Linked DNA regions of Sus scrofa: all the other regions are linked to region 1. The links are chromatin contacts, called in public HiChIP or PLAC-seq and promoter capture Hi-C maps. All regions are on one chromosome and are shown on one strand. Each heading gives the region's core, a stretch centred on a gene start, on an enhancer-like site or on the middle of the called end of the contact. The rest is flanking DNA. Distances are from core to core; before and after follow the strand shown. Region 1 holds the start of PHRF1 (PHD and RING finger domain-containing protein 1). Region 2 holds the start of RNH1 (ribonuclease inhibitor). Region 3 holds the start of IRF7 (interferon regulatory factor 7).

Region 1 (3,405 bases), core at 617-3,116:
TGCTTGTCCAACCCCTTCCCAGGAGCTTCAGCAGGTACTCCCACCCCTCCCCCATTTGGGACCCTCTATAGGGCACTCTCCTCCTATCCAGTGGGCTCTGGCAGTGTAGAGGGGCCAGCACATGCCAAGACCATGCAGAAGTGGGGGGGGGCAGGGTATTGGCCATGCCAGACCCCATCTGAACTGCTGTCCCTGTGCTCCCCCATCCTGCCCTCAACATCACTACTTTACAGCCAGAGACACTAAGGCACAGAAGGCTTGAGGATCTCTCCTGAGGTCATGTCACTGATACACTGAGAGCCCAAGTGTCCCCTCCGGTGACACCCAAGGGGTACTGTGCTGTGCCAGACATCCCCCCCCCCCACGAAGGTTCTCTTCTGAGTCCCTCGACTCTCTGGCACCATCCATTCTTCCTTCCTGCAAAGTCCCTTCCAGAGCCCATAAGATCTAGTTATTTCTCCAGGCCACATAAGCAAAAGGAACAGAACAGCCCTCGCCCGTGGGCGCATTCTCAGCTACTTCCACTTTTGTTTCCCTCCCACTGGGTGCTCCTCTCGGGCTGACTGCTCTCCTCACATTCTCCTTAAACTCCCTTCAGCTGCCCGCTACCACCCCCCACCCGCGCTGCCAGGGACCCCCACTTCAATCCCCCCAGGCGTTCTTCTTCATGTACTTCTTCCCCTGGCTTCAAGAAACTTTCTTTTTCCCCTTTTTAGCTGGAATCTCACATCCAACCCCTCCGAAAATCCTCTTCGGTTCTGTCTTCACAACTTACGGAAGCTAATCGCTCCCCACAGCTGCCACCCCCCGCCCCCTCCGGCACCACGGGGGTCCCCGAAGTGGCCTCCTGACTGGTCCCCCGGCTCTGCTCCAGTCTGTTCACCCGCTGCCGCCCAGGGGATCCTCTAAGTCTGCGCCTGTCGCCCTGTTTAGGACCCTCCAGTACCCCCGCACCCCGGAGCCTCTGGCCGCTCCCCGCCAGGGCCCAGCCTCACGGGGCCTCCCTTCTGGGGTGCCGACAGCTTCTCTGCGCTCTCCCCGTGGCTGCCCCTCTCCGTCCTCACGTCTTGGCCAGGTCCATCCTCCCCAGCTAACTGCCATCAGCAGTCCTCCCGGCTCCTGAGCTCCGGATTCTCTCCGCTCAGCTTTATCTTTTTATCAGCACGAATCAGCACCTCACACACCCCGCGGTGTAGTGATTCGCAGCGTTCATTGTTTACTGTGTCTGGACTGGACAGGGCGCGGGGCTGGGGGCTCGGCCTCGCTGCGCCCAGCGCCGGGAGGAGCCCGCGCTGACGCTCCGTCAGTTTGGTTGGCGTGAACAGGAAGTGCACAGCTGCCGGTTCAGGGAGCGCCCGCAGGCCAACTAGGCGGTGGTCTCCGCGACTCGCGCTCGAGGTCCGGGGTGGGGGCTCGGGGTGGGGCTCGGGGCGTGAGGGCGGGGCCCGTGCTGTGGGCGGGGCGGGGACACTGCGTGGGCGGGGCCTGGGCTGTGGGCGGGGCCCTAGGTGTGCCAGGCGGCCGCTCCCATTCGCCCTGGGCGGCGGGCGGAGGGTCGGACTGTACCAGCTCCTCGACGGGGAGGACGTCAGGAGCAGCCAATTAGCGAGCGACTAGGCATTACACGTTCTTCCAGGAAACTGGTGTACCTGGAAGGCGATAACTCATTAAACAGTATTTCCAAAACCTTGAGGTCCCTGAGCGCAGGGAGCGGCTCCTTCCTCCACTTCAGACCTTTCCTCCCCGTCCTGGTCCCAGTGGTTCCGGCCAACGGGCGGGGCGGGAGGGTCCCGGAAGCCGGCATTTGCACTTCCGGGTCGAGCAGCGCGCTTCGGCGGCGGCGGCGGCGGCGGCGGTGGCGGCGGCGGCGGCGGCGGCGGTGGCGGCGGCGGCCAGGCCTAGTCGTGGCTCTCGGTCGGGCGGCGGCGGCAGCGGCGGCGGCGAGCGCCCGGGAGCGGTCAGCAGGGCGCGAGGTTCTGGGTACGTGCGGAGGCCGTAGCGTCCCGGGCCCCTGCCACGTCCCGGCCGGAGGGCCGCCCTGGGCGCCGCGCGCTTTGTCTGCGGCCTGCCCCGCGGGGTGAGGCCTGCGCCGCGCTGGCCCCGGGCGGGCGGCGACGGGGACCGGGCCGGCGCGGGAGGCCTCGTGCTGAGGGTGGGAGGCCCCGGTCGTGCAGGCGGGCTTCCGGGGCTTCCAGCCCCCGGCCGCGGGGAGCCCTCCTCTTCCAGTGACACTTGCCCCTGCGTTGTTGCTCTCCGGGCTCTGAGAGCAAAGTGTGACCCTTCTCTAACTCGTTTCCAGCTTGTCATCATCGTTGCTTCTGTCGACTCTTTTTCTACAGGCCCATGTGGCTGACGGATGGGTTCCCGTTCCTTAACCCGTGTGGTCTTCACGAGCCCCTCGGGGTGGGTTTGGGCCGCCCTGTTTTCGTAGATAAATGGACTGGAGCCCGGGGAGATTAACTTGCCAGCGTCACACAGCTGCTGAGTGTTGAGCCAGGGCACTGTGTTAACCTAGGCCCTGATTTGGCCCCTGCCTCTCTGAACCAGGCTCGTGCTGCGTCGTTCCCAACTTTGGAGTCTGTGTACTTCTTGCTTCTACGACAGCAGAGTCGTGTCGTGTCTGCCCAGCAAGCCACATTTTGGCCAGTGGTCACCGGGACTGAAGCTGAAGTGAGGTTTGACTTGGGGCTTAGCGCCCTCTCCTCTCCCTCCCTGGACCAGTTGGTATTTTTTTCTGTCAGGAACAGTGTTGAGTCAGAGTGGCAACAGCTGGCTTCCTCTTGCACTAGGCTGGTGGCATAGGTCCTGACAGGGCCAGCCTGGCTTTAGTTCTCTCAGCAGCCCCCAGCCCGGACTTTTGGTGTCTACCTCAGCCCTGCAAGGACCTGTGGGCGCTAGCATTTTGACTTCCACTGCAGCTTACAGTTTCGAGGTCTTGTAGCTTCTGCGGCAGCTGATGAATGGAAAGCGAGAGCTGGCCAGGTGTGAGATGTTGGACTCGGCCACCTTGCTCTGGGCACGGTGATGGGCACTCTGGTTCAGGCCCCGGCACAGTTGCCAGTTCCCACACCAGAAGTTCTTTTGGTTCCTCAGTAATGGTTGGTGCAGGGGCTAAGAGAGGGCAATGCTCTTTATGATGTAGAATTTTCCCCTAATTCCTCCAAATCTGGAGGCTGAGCAGGAAGCCAGAGAGCACTCACCACCAGCACTGTGGAAGGGGGCCAGCAGCCGGGAGGGGCTGGGGGCTTTCCTGCAGAAAGGGCTTCCTGGCCCCTGGTCTGGAACGTGTGAGCAGAGGTGGGGGTGGTGAGTCTGGGCAGGCCTGTCTGAGCTGGCGCTGCGGGTGGGGTCAGTAGGTCCTCAGCTCGGGGCCCCGCTCCCCAGTCTTTACAGAGGAAGGGGTGC
Region 2 (3,405 bases), core at 307-2,806, 50 kb before region 1:
CACTTAAGAATAGATAGATAAGAAGTTCGCACAGTGGAAAGAAGTCCAACTAGGAACCACGAGGGTGCGGATTTGATCCCTGGTCTCGTTCAGTGGGTTAAGGATCTGGTGTTGCCGTGAGCTGTGGTGTAGGTCACAGACGCGGCTTGGATCCTGGGTTGCTGTGGCTGTGGTAAAGGCCAGCAGCTACAGCTCCGATGAGACCCCTAGCCTGGGAACCTCCATATGCCACTGGGTGGGGCCCTAAAAAGACAAAAGACAGGAAAAAAAAAAAAAAAGGATACATAGGAGTTCCCATGTGGCTCAGCAGTTAACAAACCCAACTAGCATCCATGAGGACATGGGTTCGATCCCTGGCCTCACTCAGTGGGTTGAGGATCTGGCACTGGGGCGAACTGTGGGGTAGGTCGCACGGCTGGGATCTGGCATTGCTGGGGCTGGGGCTGTAGGCCAGCGGGTGCAGCTCCGAGCTCTGATTTGCCGCCTCGCCTGGGAACTTCCATATGCAGCGGGTGCAGCCCTAAAAAGACAAAAAAAAAAAAAAAAAAAGATATGTATATGCAAACGCAAACACACATGTATATGTATAGATATATATGCAAGCTAACTTTTAATGTCCACATTGCGTTTCACTGTCCCAATGTATTCATTTTACTCAACCAAGCTCTACAGGCCGACACTGAGACTGTTTTCAACAAGCCCTTGTGATAAACCCGACCCCGCGGCCCCCGACGTGCTGTCCCACTTACGTCCTTCGACTTCCCACGCGAGCTGCCCACCCAGCTCCCCCAGGCTTCTCGAGTGACCTAACGGGGAAGAGCTGCAGGGCGGGCAGATGGCCATGCCCAAGGCCCAGGACCCTGTGGGCACCACTCGGGCCAGTCCTCTCTGGCAGAGCTGTCTGTCCGTCCTGGGGGTCGGTTCTCTGTGGTATTAAGATCGAGGGTTACCCAACTTGAGGAGGAAAGTCCGGCGGAGCGCGCCCTCGCTTGTATAGACCTCTGGTTGCCAACAGGGGGACCCCAGGACGGTGCGGCAGACCCCCCACGACGCAGATCACGCAGGCGCAGACCCAGCGCCCGGCGCCTCGACTCCCAGCGCGCCCCGGAGGAGGGGCGGCCGGCGCGCGCGCGTGCGCGGAAGCGCACTCGGTCGCCCTGACGTCTGCCAAGCGCGCCGAAGTTCGCTGGGCGGCGCCGCGACCGCGGCCCGCGAGGCCCCGCCCCGCGGGGAGGCCCGCCCCCGGGGGCCGAGAAGGGGTTCCCCTCCTAGCCCAGCGGACCCTTCGTCCCGCCTCGCGAGTGCGCGTCTCCCCAGGCTCCTCCACTCGCGGCCCGACCAAGGCCGACGCCGCTGAAGGCTGACGCCGGGCCGGTCGGCCGTGTGTTTGCCCCACCCGCTGACGGACCGCGGGAGTGACTGACCTAGACACGTCGACAGACTGTCCCCGTCCCGTAGCCCAGGAGGGAGACGGCCTACTTCCGGCCGGGGGCGGAGCGGGCGAGGTCGCCAGGCGGTGTCGGGGCCAGCGGTGGGCGGGGCCTAGAGCCTGGGGGCGGGGCTCACGACGGCGTTGGAGTGGGCGGCGGGCGGAGTCTCTTTAGGGGCGGGGCCTGTTGACGGGGCGGGGCCAGCTGTGGTCCCCAAGGCGCCCACCCCGCCTCCCGCTGCGCTGGGACTGAAGGGCCGAAAGCGCGTCGGTGGGCGGGGCCTTGCAGGTGGGATCCAGTGCGGATGCGGCCTCTCCGGGCCTGGGCAGTGACCTTAACGTGGCGGTCAAGGGGTCGGTTCTCTGGTTTGAAGCAAGGTCTGAATGTCGGGATTGTGCAGGCACAGACCACGAGAGCTGGAGAGTAAGACAGACAGATGGTTTCGCAAGAAAGTAGCAACTTTTTCATTAAGGCTGCTTTTGTAATCTGGGTGTAATGCTTCATTCTTCTGACGTGGTCAATGCATGGTAACAGTTGATTCGTAAGTGTTTATTAAGTGACTCCTGTGTGCCAGGCTATGTTGTAGGTGCTGAGGCTTCAACACTGCGCGGAACAGACGTCCCCGAAGGAAGGAAGCCCGGGCAGGAGGGCGAGGCGGGCCTGGGAGGATTGCAAGCCGGGCCAGGAGCTGGTGAGCGGCGAGGGGCGCGGCCAGGCTCCACGGACGGAATGAGGCCAGGGGTGCTCAGCGGAAAGAGGACACTGAAGGCACCCGGGGCACCGGGTGTGGCATGGCTATGATGAGGTCAGGTACAGGGCTTCAGGGGGCCATGTGGGGGATCATGGCAGCCCACCAATGGGCATTGGGATGAGCAGGGGTGGGGATGGCGACAGGGCCACGACTGAGGTGGCTGGAGCTCCAGTGAAGGGCCGCCGTGGGAGGGGTGAGGCCATGGAGCAAGAAACAGTAAGGCGACCCAGAGCCTTCCGCTGGTGGGAGCTGGGGATGCTGGGCCGGGGGGGCGGTTTGGGGGAAGGTGATGAATTGGCTAAACTGACTGGCCTGGGCACGAGGGAATTAACGGTGTGGCACTGCTGGTGAAAGAAAGGGGGAGAGGAGGGGCCCTCTGGGGTCCCCCATGCACCTTCACCCAGCAGATCCCGGGCTGCGGCTGAAATCACAGAATGCCCGCCAAACTGAGGCTCACCCACAGGACATTCATTGTCCCCGTCCAGGGCAGGCCTGGACGCCATCCATGCTGCTGGAGTGGCTCGGGCCTGGGGTGGCTGCAGGATGGCCCCAGACGCGTCAGCCACAGGCCCTCGGGGAGAAGTTGTGATATTGGAGGAGACGCGTTCCCGCAGCCCCTCCGCCCACCGTGGACCTGGAGGTGCAGACCTGTTCCCTCAGAGACTCCTCCCCACCCCAGAGGCCCTCCTCTCCTCGGAAGCCCCTCCCCTGGAGCCCCCATCCCTCTAGAGAGCCCAGCTCCTCGAGCCACTGTGGATCGTGCGGAAGGCCTCGTGGCCCCGGTGCAGAGCTTAAGTTCCGCTCCCTGAGCAGGAGACGGGTCAGGAGTGTCCAGTGGCAAGTGGAGTTCAGAAGTCGGGGCCTCTTTGCTTTGCTTCCTTTGTCTTTTTAGGGCCGCAGGTGCGGCATATGGAGGTTCCCAGGCTAGGGGTCGAATCCGAGCTGCAGCTGCCAGCCTACACAGCCACGCGGGATCCGAGCCGCATCTGCGACCCCCACCACCGCTCATGGCGACGCCGGAGCCTTACCCCACTGAGCAAGGCCAGGGATCGAACTGCAACCTCCTGGTTCCTAGTCGGATTCGCTAACCACTAAGCATTGATGGGAACTCCGAGACTGTTTTGTGTTGTCCTGGCCTTTTGTAGGTCTGGTTGATGGGTGTGGTGGCAGGAAGGAGCGCTCCAGCATCAGCCTCAGTAGCTGTAAACACAGCGGGACTGCTTA
Region 3 (3,405 bases), core at 541-3,040, 34 kb after region 1:
CGCCTGCCATCCGCGTGCAGACACGGGGGTAGAGTGTGGTGCAGGGCTCCGCCTCTTGGGGCTTCCAGGGCACCGGGGCTGGGAGTGGGCCTGCATCTGGAGAGGAAGGCCTGAGTTGGCTCCTGGTCCCCCAGCTCCTCTCCCTTCCACGTGTCACTTGGCTCGCCTCACCTTGTCATCTGGGCCTGGGGCTGTGGCCCAAGGCTGGGGGCCACCTTCCCTGCCAGTGGCAGGTACAGTTTCTAAGCAGGGAGCTCTGGACCTGAGGAGGCTCGGCTATTCGGGCCCACCTGTGGTCAGCCCATCCCTACTGGGGGCAACCCCCCCCCAGGGGTCCTGCTGTCCTGCCTGTCCCTCCCCTTGGCCCAGAACCCTGCAGGGCAGAGCAGCCGTCTCTCACATGGAACCTCGGGGGGGGTCAGATCCACGCCCCATGCAGCTTCCAGCAGATGGTCCTCCATGCAGCTCTGCTGCAGAGCCTGGAGCAGGAGGTCCCCACCATCTCCAGCTGGGCTTGGGGTGCAGGGTTCAGGGCTCGGCCTGGCCAGCTCGTGCCTCAGCCTCTCACCAGTATGTGCTGCCAGGCGCGGCCCGGGAAGCTCACCCTGCGGAGAAGACAGTGTGCCGGCATCAGTGAGCAGCTCCCCAGCCCCAGTGAGAAGTGGCAGCCCCAACCCGGGAGCAAGGAGGGCTGAGTGGCCTTACCCTTGGGGGTGGGGCATCCTCGAGGGCCTCCTCTTCCCCCGGGTTGAAGCCTGGGCCTTCTGGGAGAGAATTAGGTTTAAGGGGACATGGGGATCTGAGACTGGACTGGGTCACCCAGGGGTGAACCCCTGGGCAGCTCCTCCCCTTCACCAGTCCCCAGAGGCCCGTCTGGGGCCTCCCGGCCATCCCCTACCCCACCTTCCCCCAACAGTCTGGCCCCAGCCTCTCCCACGCCAGTTTCTAAAAGGGGAAATCTAACCCAGCAGCGGCTTGCTCCGCGGCACAGCCCTCCCTGCAGGCAGCCCTCCCCTGGCCTTCCTCACCTCCGCACCCCAGCTCGGGGTTGATCATATACACCTTATGAGGGTCAGTGGGGTCCCCTGAGTTGTCCTGCAACATCACGAAGCGCCGCGTGCTGTGCAGGGCACAGCGGAAGTTGGTTTTCCAGGAGGCGCGGAGGGCACCCTCCGGGATCGGCTGCGCACCTTCGCTGCTGCGGGGCGGCCACCTGCCGCGGGCCACGGCCCAGGCCTGGGGAGGGATGGAATGGAGTACGGGCCTGGACCTGGGCCGGTCCCCCCGCACTCCAGGCGGGGCTGGGGTCCCACCTTAAAGATGCGCGAGTCGGACTCGCCCAGGTCCTTTCGGGCGAAGTGCTTCCAGGGCACGCGGAACCGTGTTCTGGCTTCATCCAGCCATCGCAGCCCTGCGTAACGGCCGCTGCTGACTTCGCCCAGAAGCCAGTCTCCGAAGAGCACGCGTGGGCACCCCCTGCGGGCAGAGCAGCGGGCGTCAGGGCACGCGCGGACCGCGAGGTGCTTGGGGTTGGCACCGGGTAGGGCTGCGGGCTGTCACCTGTCAGGAGCCGCGGCCATTGCTCCCTCTGCAAGGACTGGGCGTGGAGACACTGGCTTGGCCTCCGCGGCGAGAGCTCTGACCACGGGGGCAGGCAGGTGTTAACCGCAGGTGAGAGGAGAGCTGCGCGTGTGTCACCACACACCACAGGTAGTGAGTGTGGCCAGGTGTCACGGGTGTTGGGGTCACAGATGGGGGTTGAGGGCTCTGGCCACGACGTTGCCCAGGTGAGTCTTGGCCAAGGCGGCGATGGGCGTGACTGCAGACGTGGAGGGCGGGCGCACAGGGGCCACAGGTGTCGAGCTGGCGCCCGGGATGGGCCCTGCGGGGGCGCGACGACCGCAAGGAAACGAAACCGCGTGTCGCAGGAAAACGAAACCTAACCAGCTGGGCCGCGGGGCGGCCGGCGCCCCCTCCCTGCCCCGCCCGCCCGGCTCGTCCTCGGCAACCGCGACCTCTGCCTCCAGGTTCCCCAATTCCGGACCCGTGCCCCTCCCCCCGCAGTCACCCGCGCTGCCCGCCCCCTGCTGGTCACTGCTCTGCGAAGCGAACCCGGGATCCGACGTGGCCGTCCCTGCCCCTCTCGCTCCGCGTAGGTTGGGGGTCCCCAGTACCTGAACCGGGAGCTGCCGGGGCAGGAAGTTTCGTCTCCCCGGGGGCTCGGGAGCGAGCGACTTTATGGGGCCGGGGCGGGGGCGGGGCCGCCGGAGAAGTCACGTGCTCCGGGGCGGGGCGACTCGGGGGTTGGGGCGGCGGGGGCGGGGCGGGCGACTCGGGGGCCCCGCCGCTACTCTGCTCGCCCAGCGGCGCCGCGGAGTGGGGCGCCGGCGGCAGCCGCGGCAGCGGCAGTGGGACGAGCTGGGGGCGCCAGGAGCAGAAACAGGAGCGGGCTCGTGTGACGGGGGTGTGGGAGGAGCTGCAGCTGTGCTCACTGAATTCTTTCCAGTGCGAGTTGTTGAGACAAGAACACCCAAATTCTGCCGAGATTAAAACATGCGGAACGCAGAGCAGTTTTATGAGGAAAAAAGCCAGTGACCCATGAGGGGTGTGGTGGCAGTTGGGGCGGAAGTCCTGCCTGACGTCCATCCCTGAGGAAGCCAGTAGAGGGGGCTCTGTCCCCACTGAGTCAGGCTGGGTGGCCCCACGATCTCTGTCTCCTGCACCCACTGGCCACTCCTGTCACCCCAGGCCGATGGCCTGCAGGCTACTGTCGCTCTGGGCCACCCATGGCCCTATCTCTGGTTGCAGTCCAGCCACCTGGACCAGGTGTCCCTGAGGGCACCCCAGGGTGTTTATTGCCCACACTGTGGCCACAGGAGCCCGAGGTGTGACCCCTGGAAGGTCCCCAGGACCGTGCTCCCCTAGATGAGTGCTCCTGGGAACAGCTCCTGGCTCCTCAGCCTCCCCCAGGCCAAGAATCTCCATGCTGGGTCGGTTGGGAGGGAGATCCCAGCGCACGCCCCCCCCCCCCCCAGGGCCGTGGTTAGACCAGGAGAGGAACTTTCTGGCCACCAGCTGGCACCAAGCCTGGGAAGCCCCACGAGCACAGCAGGTGGTTTACGGGAAATGGTGCCCAGGGTTCTGCACAGGGCGTGAGCCTGCCCAACCCTCTCTGCCCCTCGGGCCACCAGGAGGACTCCCGCGGGGCAGGGGCAGAGGGGCCACGTCCCCACCACCCGCCACCCGCAGCCCCCTGGGCAGACCCCACGTAGGCCCGCAGATCCCACAATGTCACTTTATTCTGGGCAATGGAGTTGGGGAGAGGGGCCGAGCCGATTGTCGGCGTCCGGACTCGCTGGGGCCGCGGGGAAGCAGCGCTAGAAGTAGATGGAGTCAGTGCCCGGG

What was found. Promoter capture Hi-C pulls out the DNA fragments that hold promoters and counts their contacts. HiChIP or PLAC-seq counts read pairs in DNA pulled down with a chosen protein or histone mark.
Region 2: a contact with region 1 is called in an H3K27ac HiChIP or PLAC-seq map of alveolar macrophages. The contact joins the promoter of RNH1 here to the promoter of PHRF1 in region 1. A contact is called at or near these places in 1 of 5 promoter capture datasets (liver), 5 of 47 Hi-C or Micro-C datasets (blood, epiblast stem cells, heart right ventricle and 2 more) and 2 of 2 datasets of contacts at active chromatin or transcription factors (alveolar macrophages and skeletal muscle).
Region 3: a contact with region 1 is called in a promoter capture Hi-C map of fetal skeletal muscle, with 3 times the contacts expected there. The contact joins the promoter of IRF7 here to the promoter of PHRF1 in region 1. A contact is called at or near these places in 1 of 5 promoter capture datasets (fetal skeletal muscle) and 1 of 2 datasets of contacts at active chromatin or transcription factors (alveolar macrophages).

What each region holds. Positions count from the first base shown.
Region 1 is chr2:338,670-342,074 of Sscrofa11.1, forward strand. PHRF1 (PHD and RING finger domain-containing protein 1) reads left to right here and starts at 1,867. Exons shown (of 19, transcript XM_005652789.3): 1 at 1,867-1,980; 2 at 2,548-2,670.
Region 2 is chr2:288,966-292,370 of Sscrofa11.1, forward strand. RNH1 (ribonuclease inhibitor) reads right to left here and starts at 1,557. Exons shown (of 10, transcript XM_021082542.1): 1 at 1,425-1,557.
Region 3 is chr2:373,168-376,572 of Sscrofa11.1, forward strand. IRF7 (interferon regulatory factor 7) reads right to left here and starts at 1,791. Exons shown (of 8, transcript NM_001097428.1): 1 at 1,561-1,791; 2 at 1,314-1,476; 3 at 1,029-1,236; 4 at 706-764; 5 at 401-605; 6 at 1-96. The coding sequence starts at 1,580. It overlaps CDHR5 (cadherin-related family member 5), which reads right to left. Exons shown (of 15, transcript XM_013989870.2): 15 at 3,282-3,405. The coding sequence ends at 3,378.